2 separate regions of the Mus musculus genome follow, and region 2 is linked to region 1. A link is a contact called in public HiChIP or PLAC-seq data. All regions are on one chromosome and are shown on one strand. Each heading gives the region's core, a stretch centred on a gene start, on an enhancer-like site or on the middle of the called end of the contact. The rest is flanking DNA. Distances are from core to core; before and after follow the strand shown. Region 1 holds the start of Gid8 (GID complex subunit 8). Region 2 holds the start of Bhlhe23 (basic helix-loop-helix family, member e23).

Region 1 (4,496 bases), core at 781-3,280:
CAAAAAGACTGTTCTGGCTGGATGTGTTGGCCATGACTTTAATCCCAGCACTTGTGAGGCAGAAGCAAGTTGATCCACAGACAGAACTCTGGCCCAGTCAGAGTGATATGGTGAGACTCTACCTCAGAAATAAATAAAAATAAAGAACGTTTTACATTCAAAGTATCTACGCTTTAGAAGGGAATATGGCTGCACATCACTTTAATAAAACAACACTGGATGGGAAAAATAGTACAAATTAAAAGAGAAGTACAAGTGACATGAGTTTTGTAAAATCAGATATGAAACAACTACATGGCATGTTTTTAGCACAAAATATTGTGATCTTAAGCAAAGACAAGGATTCATACAGAGACTCTTTTTTTTTTCCTGTGACAGGGTTTCTCTGTGTAGACTTGAACTCACTCTGTAGAGCAGGCTGGCCTCGAACTCAGAAATTCACCTGCCTCTGCCTCCCAAGTGCTGGGATTAAAGCCTTGTGCCACCACACCCGACCTTCACACAGGGATTCTTTTATGAGGGAGTAAGGCAGGACCCTAGGTGGTCCACAGGGCGTGTCAGCAGGGGTGGGGGTGGGGGGCAATTAGGGTAGCTCTAGGAGCATGGGCTGGATCATTTTCACTCGGTCAGTAACATACACTTCACAGATATTAGTTTGTGCACTGCAAAGGACCAGCTAATTTGTTTTACTATGTCATAAAATTGAAAGGTGGCTCTGGTTTCTGGTTTGACAATGGAATGCATACTGGATGGAAAGAGCTTAGCAGTCCAACAAAGAGATATCCTACTGCTGGTATAGTGGACATCAGAAGAGAAGCCAAGATCAAGCTTTGACCTCCAAATTAACTAATGGCAGCTGTTGCTGGACTGAATATGAAGGGACAAGAGAAAAGAAAGAAGCACGGACAGACTGCCATGTCAAGTGTCAGGCCTTAGAAATGAGAGCATGGCAACGTGGGAGAGATGCAAGTAAAACAGGTTGGAGGAGCAGGGCAAGTCTGGTGCAGAGGACTCTGGCAGTTAGGTGTGGTAGGCCTCTGGATTACAGGTCATGGGGACCCACGCTAAAAACAGTAATTTGGGAAACACGCATATACACATACTGTGGGAAAGATATTTAAACAAGAGTCTTTTAAAAAGATATTAAGTTTAAAAAAACATTACGATTCCAAAGCCCATTTGTGGAGAGTTTGCGCAGTGAATGCTATAGAGACTTCGAATTTGGGGCATGCCAGGATTTCTAGTTCTGGCGGACTTGAAGATCCCAGCAGCCCAAAAGGTAGTAGTAGTATGGAGGAGGCGGGAAGTGAAACTAAACCGGGTTGATGCCGCTCCATGCCACAGGATGACAGCAGAATTCACCGATTCGACTTTTATTCAGAAGTAAGGTAAAGATCAGTGTTGGAAAAATGTTCCCCAAGAAGGTCCTTGCCTCTCGATTTCCACTCGGCGCCGGGAAAGGTTATCAAGCAAGGCTAAGGACAGAGACGGGGGCAGTGTTTCTGTAGGACTCAGAGGTCCCAAAATTCAGCGGTTACACAGTCGCCGGGGATGCAGCCTAAGCCCCGAGGATGACTTTTAGCGCAGTAGCTGCGTCTTCACCTTTCCGCTGTCCCCTTCACCGCGCCTTTAATGGCAGAGACGTGCGAACATTTGCAGTAACTATTCGGGTCCCGGCAGCACCCGGACTAACAGCGCGGCCTCCAGTCCTCCCGCTCCGGGGCCCGGCCGTGGAGGGCAGAACTGACCGCCCCGATCCCCGCTCTTGCCTTGGGCTTCGGATACCCTGGGCAGGGCAGCCTGTCGGGCACAGACCCCCGACCTCTGACCTCCGCGCCTCGGTCCACCCCGGAGCCCCGCGGAGACGCTCGGCACGGCCGTCAGGGCCCGCTGCGGCCATCTTACCGTGCGGATCCCGCCTCCCGTGCGACAGTGTCTGGGTGGCGGCTCCGCGGCCGCTCCCGGGGCCGGGGAGGGGCGGCAGAGACTGCGGAGATAGAGGAGGCGGAGGCGGCGGCGGCGGCGGGGGCGGGGGCGGGGCGCGGAGCGGAGGTAGCTACACCGGCGTCGGCCCCTCAGACACCTCTCGCGAGATCGTAAGATTTCGAGATGCGAACTGGCAACCAATGGAATCCTCTCGCGAATCGACCGCCCGGGCGGTCGCCGGAAACCAGGGTCTCAACTTCCGTTTTTGCGCAGAACTCTTCGGCAGGGCTCTGGCTCTACGGGTTGGCGCGAGAGTCAAAAGGCTCGCATCGCTTTTGCGCAAGATGGCTGCTGCGGGGGCATTCGCGTACTGAGTGCTAGCGCGGGGATGGAGACGTGTAGACTGAGTTCGAAACGAAGGTCCCAGCTCTTTTCTTGTTTTTGTGTGTGTGAAGTGGGGGTGGGGCGAGTAATAGGTGTGTGTGAACACCGGAGTGCGCGAGATGAGGAGGGCATTCCCCGGCTTGTAGTCCGCCAGGCTCTAGTCCCAAAGACAAGGCCTCCGGATGTGAGCGAGCTCCTAGGATTTATTCCGGGAACGTTGTAATCGAGGCCTGATCAGCGTCAGAACGGCCCTGCCTAGAGCGATCTTTGTGGCCACGCTGGAGAGCGGACTGCGGAGACTGTTGTTCCCTCGTTTCTGGGCACTAATAAAGGTGACTCCCTAGTGCTGGGGTTCTCAGGGACATGCACGAAGTTAATCCCTACTTCTAAGGCAATCATCGAAGCAGAGCGGATCCATGCTTCAGAAGTGCTCACAGTGGGGACCCCTCCGCCGAGGGTACTCCCTACTTCTGGGCGCTCACAGTGAGTGTCTTTTTTCTTAGCGGCGTATGGTGTGGACCCAGCTCTGAACTTCGGCGGAGGGGATTTCTGCCGCCGGAGAAGGGACCCCTATTCCTCCCAACCCCGAATCCTGTTTACCCAATGCCTTGTTATGGGTTAGATATTCCGGTAAGGGATGGGGGAAGTTGGAGGCTCTTTAACACTGCCGGATAGGAACGGTTAAATGGGTATTTGCATATTTATGTGTCCATTGTCTACCGGAGGTGAATGCAAATTCAGTCATTGTAATGTAAAGAAATTCTGGAATGCTTCTGGAAGGAATGTTGGTCCGTCCGCCCTGAGATGTTTGGGTGTGCTTGTTTAAAGATGAACTGTCCAGGGAAAGCAACTTCTCATTGAGTCACTGAAAATAAGACCAGTTTAGCAGATCTGTCAGACACAATGACCACAGTGGCAGTCTCTTAACTCCATAGCTCTACCCGAAGCTATCCAGGTTGGTATCGACAAACTTTGTAGCACTTACTTTAACTCTGGGTAAAGTTGGATTATCAACTCAAACTTGTGCAAGGGAAGAGGCTGGTATCATGAGGAGAGAAGAGGGTTAACTCAGAATGTTAATGCCTCTGTGGATGGTGGATGAGCAATCTGCTAGTCCCCTAGTCTTTTCTACAAACTAGCTCCTGTTGAGGGTTCTTCAGCTGCTTGACTTTGAGCTCATCTTTGCTGCTTGCATGACATTGTCACATATGTCCTCCCAGTACTATTTCTCCTACACCCTGACCTTCATTTCATGTAAGGCATTTTTTTGCCAGTTGATTGCACCCGGACTCCTGTTGTTCTCTTTGGGCTGTGAAATGCTCCCCTCCACTGCTTGGGCTTCCCTGGGAAGTTCCACTAAATACCAGCAAGTTTTGTCTTTTCCTTTTGCTCAGGTGATAATTTTTATTTTTTGAATTTTCCAGATAATGTTTCTCTGTGTAGGTAGCTTGGATGTTAGTAGTGTGCCTCATAGGCTGCTCATGGTGGCATACCTAGAGGCAAGTGGATCTCTGTGCGTTCCAGGTCAGACAGGGCTGTGTGCCCTACCATGCCCAGTTCAAGTGATCTTGTAAACTAGGGATTCTTAAACTTTCCACCTACAACCACTTTATGCATAAGGATTTTTTTTTTAAGTTTTATTTTATGTTTGTGAGTACACTGTAGCTGTCTTTAGACACACCAGAAGAGGACATCAGATCTCATTACAGATGGTTGTGAGCCACCATGTGGTTGCTGGGAATTGAACTTGGGACCTCTGGAAGAGCAGTCAGTGCTCTTAACCCCTGAGCCATCTCTCCAGCCCCAGCATAAGGATTTTTTTCGTGCTATTCTGGTTATATGGATGTATAAAATACAAATCAAATATTAACTGATAATTTCATAACAGCCTTCTCCTATAAATACAATTTTACCTTTAAGGACAAAAGCAAATTTTCATTCTAATAGGATGCATATGCTTGCTTATTTTTACATTACATTAAGTGTTAGCCTTGGGGCTGGAGAAAAGATGGCTCAGAGCTTTAAGTTTCCAGCACTGAAGTCAGGCAGCTCACAGCCACCTGTAACTCCAGTTTCTGGAGATCTGATATCTCTGGCCTTTGGGCACTTATGTACACATGAATAAAAATAAATCTTTGGGGTTTTTTTGTTGTTGTTTTGTTTTGTGACAGGGTCTCACTATGTAG
Region 2 (4,496 bases), core at 608-3,107, 67 kb before region 1:
AGCCGTCCTCCACCCACAGGCTGAGACCTGGATCCGTGCAAACAGCGCTCTCTTCCTAGCCTCCCACACTGCTTTGGTCAGGCTCTGGAAGCTCTACTGGACTGGAGCAGACAAGTGCAATGCTGTCCTCCCCTTCCAATCTATGCAGTTGCTGCCACAGGGGCAGCTTCAAAACTACTCTCTTGGGATGTCATTCTGGAGGCCAACCTCCCTGTCATCCAAGGAGACAGACTCCCCTGAACAGCTTCAGGGGCTTGTGCTACTACTGTGTGCCTTTCCATCTTTGCATCCCAATGGCCCCATTATTCCTCTTGTAGATCTTGTCTCTTGTTGCCTGAAGTGATCCATAGCCTCAGGACTGCCAACTCCCACCCATACCACCATCAGCCCAGGGACAAGTACTTGGAAAAGGACTCTTAGAAGCACCTCATTCTTTGGGCCAGGATGTCCTTCTAGGTGATACCTGCCCTCCACAGTGTAGCTGGCCACATGGTGAACTAGTTCTGGCAGTCAAGAAGATGTTGTCTGGTTTCTTTCTTTTCCAGGCCCAGAGCAAAGTCTGATGTTCCTTAAGCACATATGTGTTTGTATCTGTGTTCTTGCATACTGGTGATGACATAGAGTTCCTGGAACCTTCCAGAAAACACATGGCTCTCACCGACACTCACTTCACAAGTGTGCCTCTAGCATCTATGCGCTCTTAGAGAGTGCCCAACAACTGAATAATTTCTTTTTCTGGTGAAACTCAGAACAGAGTTGGAAGCCAGGGAGACCCCATCTCTTACCATATTGAAGAGAATCGACCTCTTGCTGAAACCACAGAGCCCTAACAAGTTCATACCTTGGAGGACTTCTCAAAAAGCACCAAGCCCCTCAGCAGCCTTCATGTTTGGGGCTTTAGTTGACAAATATGAAGGGCCAGCCTGCAGCCTGCAGCTCCTCATGTTCTTTAGGTAGAAAGGGAGCCTTCAGCACTAGGTGGTACCAGAAACTCAACCTGCTCTGCCTTTCCTAACCTCAGAGAGTTTGAGTCTCCAATAAGGCAGAGACTTTGGCTTCGTGGCTCCCATACTAGGAAAGATGAGCCAGCCCCTAGCACAGCCCCTGCTCCTGAGTGTGTAACAACATAGGAACCAGACACTCAGGACCAGCCGGAGCACAGGAAGCACCAGGCTCTAGATTATCTGTTGTGTGGGGAGGGGTCTGGGCTGAGACTGAAGCCTGGGCAGGTGAAGTCAACCCCAGTTCCTCACTTACAAGAAGGAACCTGGACACTTCTACAGCGACCTCTGCTCAGCCCTCACTCCCCAGCCAAAACAGAAAATCCATCATACTCTTCCCCCCAGGACAAGACTGGGAATCCTTCACCTCAGAAGTCGAGGGAAACGTCTGTCTGTCCTAAGCAAAAGGTTTCATCCCAAACGCGGGAGCCACACTGGAATACACCTGTCAGGAGAACTTTGTGTTGAGGCGACAGACAGAAGGGACCGACGACCTGCCGCCTACAGGAAGATGATTTGATTTGGTTCAACTCGCAAGGATACGGAGACCTGGAGGAGAACCCAGCTGGGAGCTCCCGCTCAGCGCGCAGCTCCTGCGGATGGGGTCTCAGAACAAGGCAAGACTGGAGCTTTGGGAAAGTGACCCCGTAGGAAACAAGAAATGGCAGTTGAGGGGCCAAGAAGCAGGCAAAGCGCCCTCAGGTTCCGCGGCTCCCATCTTCAGGCCCGTGGGTCCGCATAGAGGGTGGAGCGGGGCTGGGAAGATGCCGGCAGCAGGTCCCCTCTGATTGGACGGCGTGAAGTCCCATCGGGAGCCTCAGCAGCTTAAAAACGAAGCCAATACGAGTGGGAGGTAGAGCGGCCCCGGCCGGCCACGCGCCTTGGTGAGAAGGCGCAGGAAGGGTGGCCGGCCGGAGAGGCCACGCGCAGGCCCGGGGACTGACAGACAGCTGGACAGGTGGACGCGCCCGCAGGGCAAGAAGCCATACTGCCGTAGCGGGCTCCAGAGGTCATGGCCGAGCTCAAGTCGCTGTCGGGGGACTCGTACCTGGCGCTGAGCCACAGCTACACGGCGACCGGCCACGCCTACGCTGCAGCGCGCGGACCGGAGACCACACGCGGCTTCGGTGCATCGGGTCCGGGTGGCGACCTCCCGGCGGCTCCCGCTTCTCGTGTCCCCGCCGCGACGGTGGAGAGCAGCGGCGAGCAGAGCGGCGACGAGGACGAAGCCTTCGAGAGGCGGCGGCGGCGGCGAGGGTCCGGGGTTGCGGTTGACGCACGGCGGCGGCCCCGGGAGCAGCGCTCGCTGAGGCTCAGCATCAACGCGCGCGAACGGCGACGCATGCATGACCTGAACGACGCGCTGGACGGACTGCGCGCAGTCATCCCCTACGCGCACAGCCCGTCGGTGCGCAAGCTCTCCAAGATAGCCACACTTCTGCTGGCCAAAAACTACATCCTCATGCAGGCGCAGGCCCTGGAGGAGATGCGGCGCTTGGTAGCATACCTCAACCAAGGCCAGGGCCTCGCGGCGCCGGTGGCCGCCGCGCCTCTAACGCCCTTTGGCCAGGCAGCGATTTACCCGTTCTCGGCGGGCACCGCGCTCGGGCCCTGCCCAGACAAGTGTGCCACCTTCTCAGGATCGCCCTCGGCGCTTTGCAAACACTGCGGCGAGAAGCCCTGAGGGCTCCGATCCCCTCTGCAGCCGCCTTTCTATTTAGACTGTTCCCTGTCCTCGCTGGCGGGACTCTATGAGAAAGCCCAGTACTCCGCTTACAGAACTGTTGGGTGCAGAATGAGAAGTCCGTCTGAGAAAGCCAGAGAGTTGGCGCTGGACTCTAGACCCTGCCGCATCCACTGAACTATCTCAGCTAAAAGGCTACGGGAGTGAGCAGTTAGTGAATGGTCCCACATCTGACAGGTGACTGCCCAAGGCTCAGGAGCGCAGGCACAGAGCATCGCGCTTGACCACATCCTAGCGTTGGATGGGGAACCCAGCCCCTTCTAAGCCAACTTGCAGGGCCTTGCTTGCTTCAACTAGACCTGTTCCTCAGGACGGGTGCGGCCCCTCACCTCGGGCCTCTGTTGGCTCCAAGACTCCAGACCCGGCCTAAAAGCAAAATTACGCCGAGGTCCTTTGGAGAGGTCGTGGAGGCAGACGCAGGAAGATCCCAGGAGGTGAGCTTTACAACGTTTTCCAAGTCTGAGCTTGTTCTGTTAACATTCTTGCCTGCCCAGAGGCTCAGGAAATTCAAGCCAGCCTCAAAAGTCTGTGGAAACATCTCTAAATAAGCCTGGAGCGCCACCGCCGGCCTCCTGTGGGCTGAGCTGGGTTTCACTTCTTTCTACTTGTCCCAAGGGGACTGGTGGAGCCCTCACAACCTGCTCAGGGCTACTTGACCCTGGAGGGTCAGCCGAAGAGTCTAGTCTAGCTCCAGGACCAACCAAGTCCCCTCTGCGCCAGTTCGGGAACTTCTGGAGGAAGCCGGGCTACCGGTGAGTACCCGGTGAGGTGTTGGACTGAATGGGAACTGGTCGCTCCCCAAATCGGACCACAGCCCAGAATCCTGCCACTGTACCTAGTCTGAGCCTTAGCCCGCGCGTCTCAGATGTTGCCTGGTTTTCCTCTGTGGCCATCAGCAGCTTCCGCCTCCATTTACCCAGTTTTCTTGGCTTTCATTGATGCAAAGCAAATCGGGAGAGGGCCACTGCTCAGCAAAGCGCCTGTCTATAGCGCTTAACTTGAATTAACGCATTGGAAAAGGCCCTTTTGTATTTGCAAAATGACGTGTGTGATTAAGTCTTATTCATAAAGACGTATGCTTAATACTGGTTTCTGCTAATTTCTATTTTTTATTTCTTAAGTGTCTTTCCCCTCCCCTAAAATAATCTATTTTGCACATTTCAAAACAGACTGTTTTTCAAGTTCGCTTAAGATGAACAGGGAAAACTGGAAACTCAAGTGTTGTTAGCTCTGGGGTCATTACCCACTATTATTTTTCAAAGTCTTTTATTTATATTTAGACGAGGGGTAGTGTGCAGAATAAAGTACTTAAAACTTATTTTTTTAAAAATATGATTAAAATTTAATATCAAATTAAGTGTACATCTATGATTTGATTCATAATTTCAATTGTCAGACAGTGATACTGGTTTGGAATCCTTCTACGGCCCCAAGAAATGCTGAGATTTTACAATGGATCCATACTCCATTAAGAGATGTGTGAGTTCATACGAAAAATGTGTAGGAGTGTTGGGTGGAGACACAGGGGTGATCCCAACCTGCAGGAGGCAGAGACAGGGGCATGGGGATTCTGAGACCAGCCTGAGCAACACAGGGAGGCTCTCTTAGGACAAGAAAACAATTAACTTTGAAATAAAAGGGGGGAAGGAAAAAAAAAAAAAAACCTTTCACTAGAATGAAAGCAGTTTTTAAAGAGCTGGGTGTGGTTCATGCCCCAGCCTCAACACTGGACGTGGAAATGGGAGAATGTT

Evidence for each region. HiChIP or PLAC-seq counts read pairs in DNA pulled down with a chosen protein or histone mark.
Region 2: a contact with region 1 is called in an H3K4me3 HiChIP or PLAC-seq map of embryonic stem cells, with 30 read pairs. The contact joins the promoter of Bhlhe23 here to the promoter of Gid8 in region 1. A contact is called at or near these places in 3 of 39 promoter capture datasets (the SN4741 cell line, cranial neural crest and macrophages), 3 of 484 Hi-C or Micro-C datasets (embryonic stem cells and stem cell-derived neural progenitor cells), 7 of 115 datasets of contacts at active chromatin or transcription factors (embryonic forebrain, embryonic stem cells, forebrain and 2 more) and 3 of 9 other capture datasets (adipose tissue, liver and pancreatic islet).

What each region holds. Positions count from the first base shown.
Region 1 is chr2:180,707,760-180,712,255 of GRCm38.p6, reverse strand. It overlaps Gid8 (GID complex subunit 8), which reads right to left and starts at 2,030. Exons shown (of 5, transcript NM_001289652.1): 1 at 1,906-2,030. It also overlaps a transcript of Dido1 not described here.
Region 2 is chr2:180,774,261-180,778,756 of GRCm38.p6, reverse strand. Bhlhe23 (basic helix-loop-helix family, member e23) reads left to right here and starts at 1,857. Exons shown (of 1, transcript NM_080641.5): 1 at 1,857-4,376. The coding sequence starts at 2,014. The coding sequence ends at 2,685.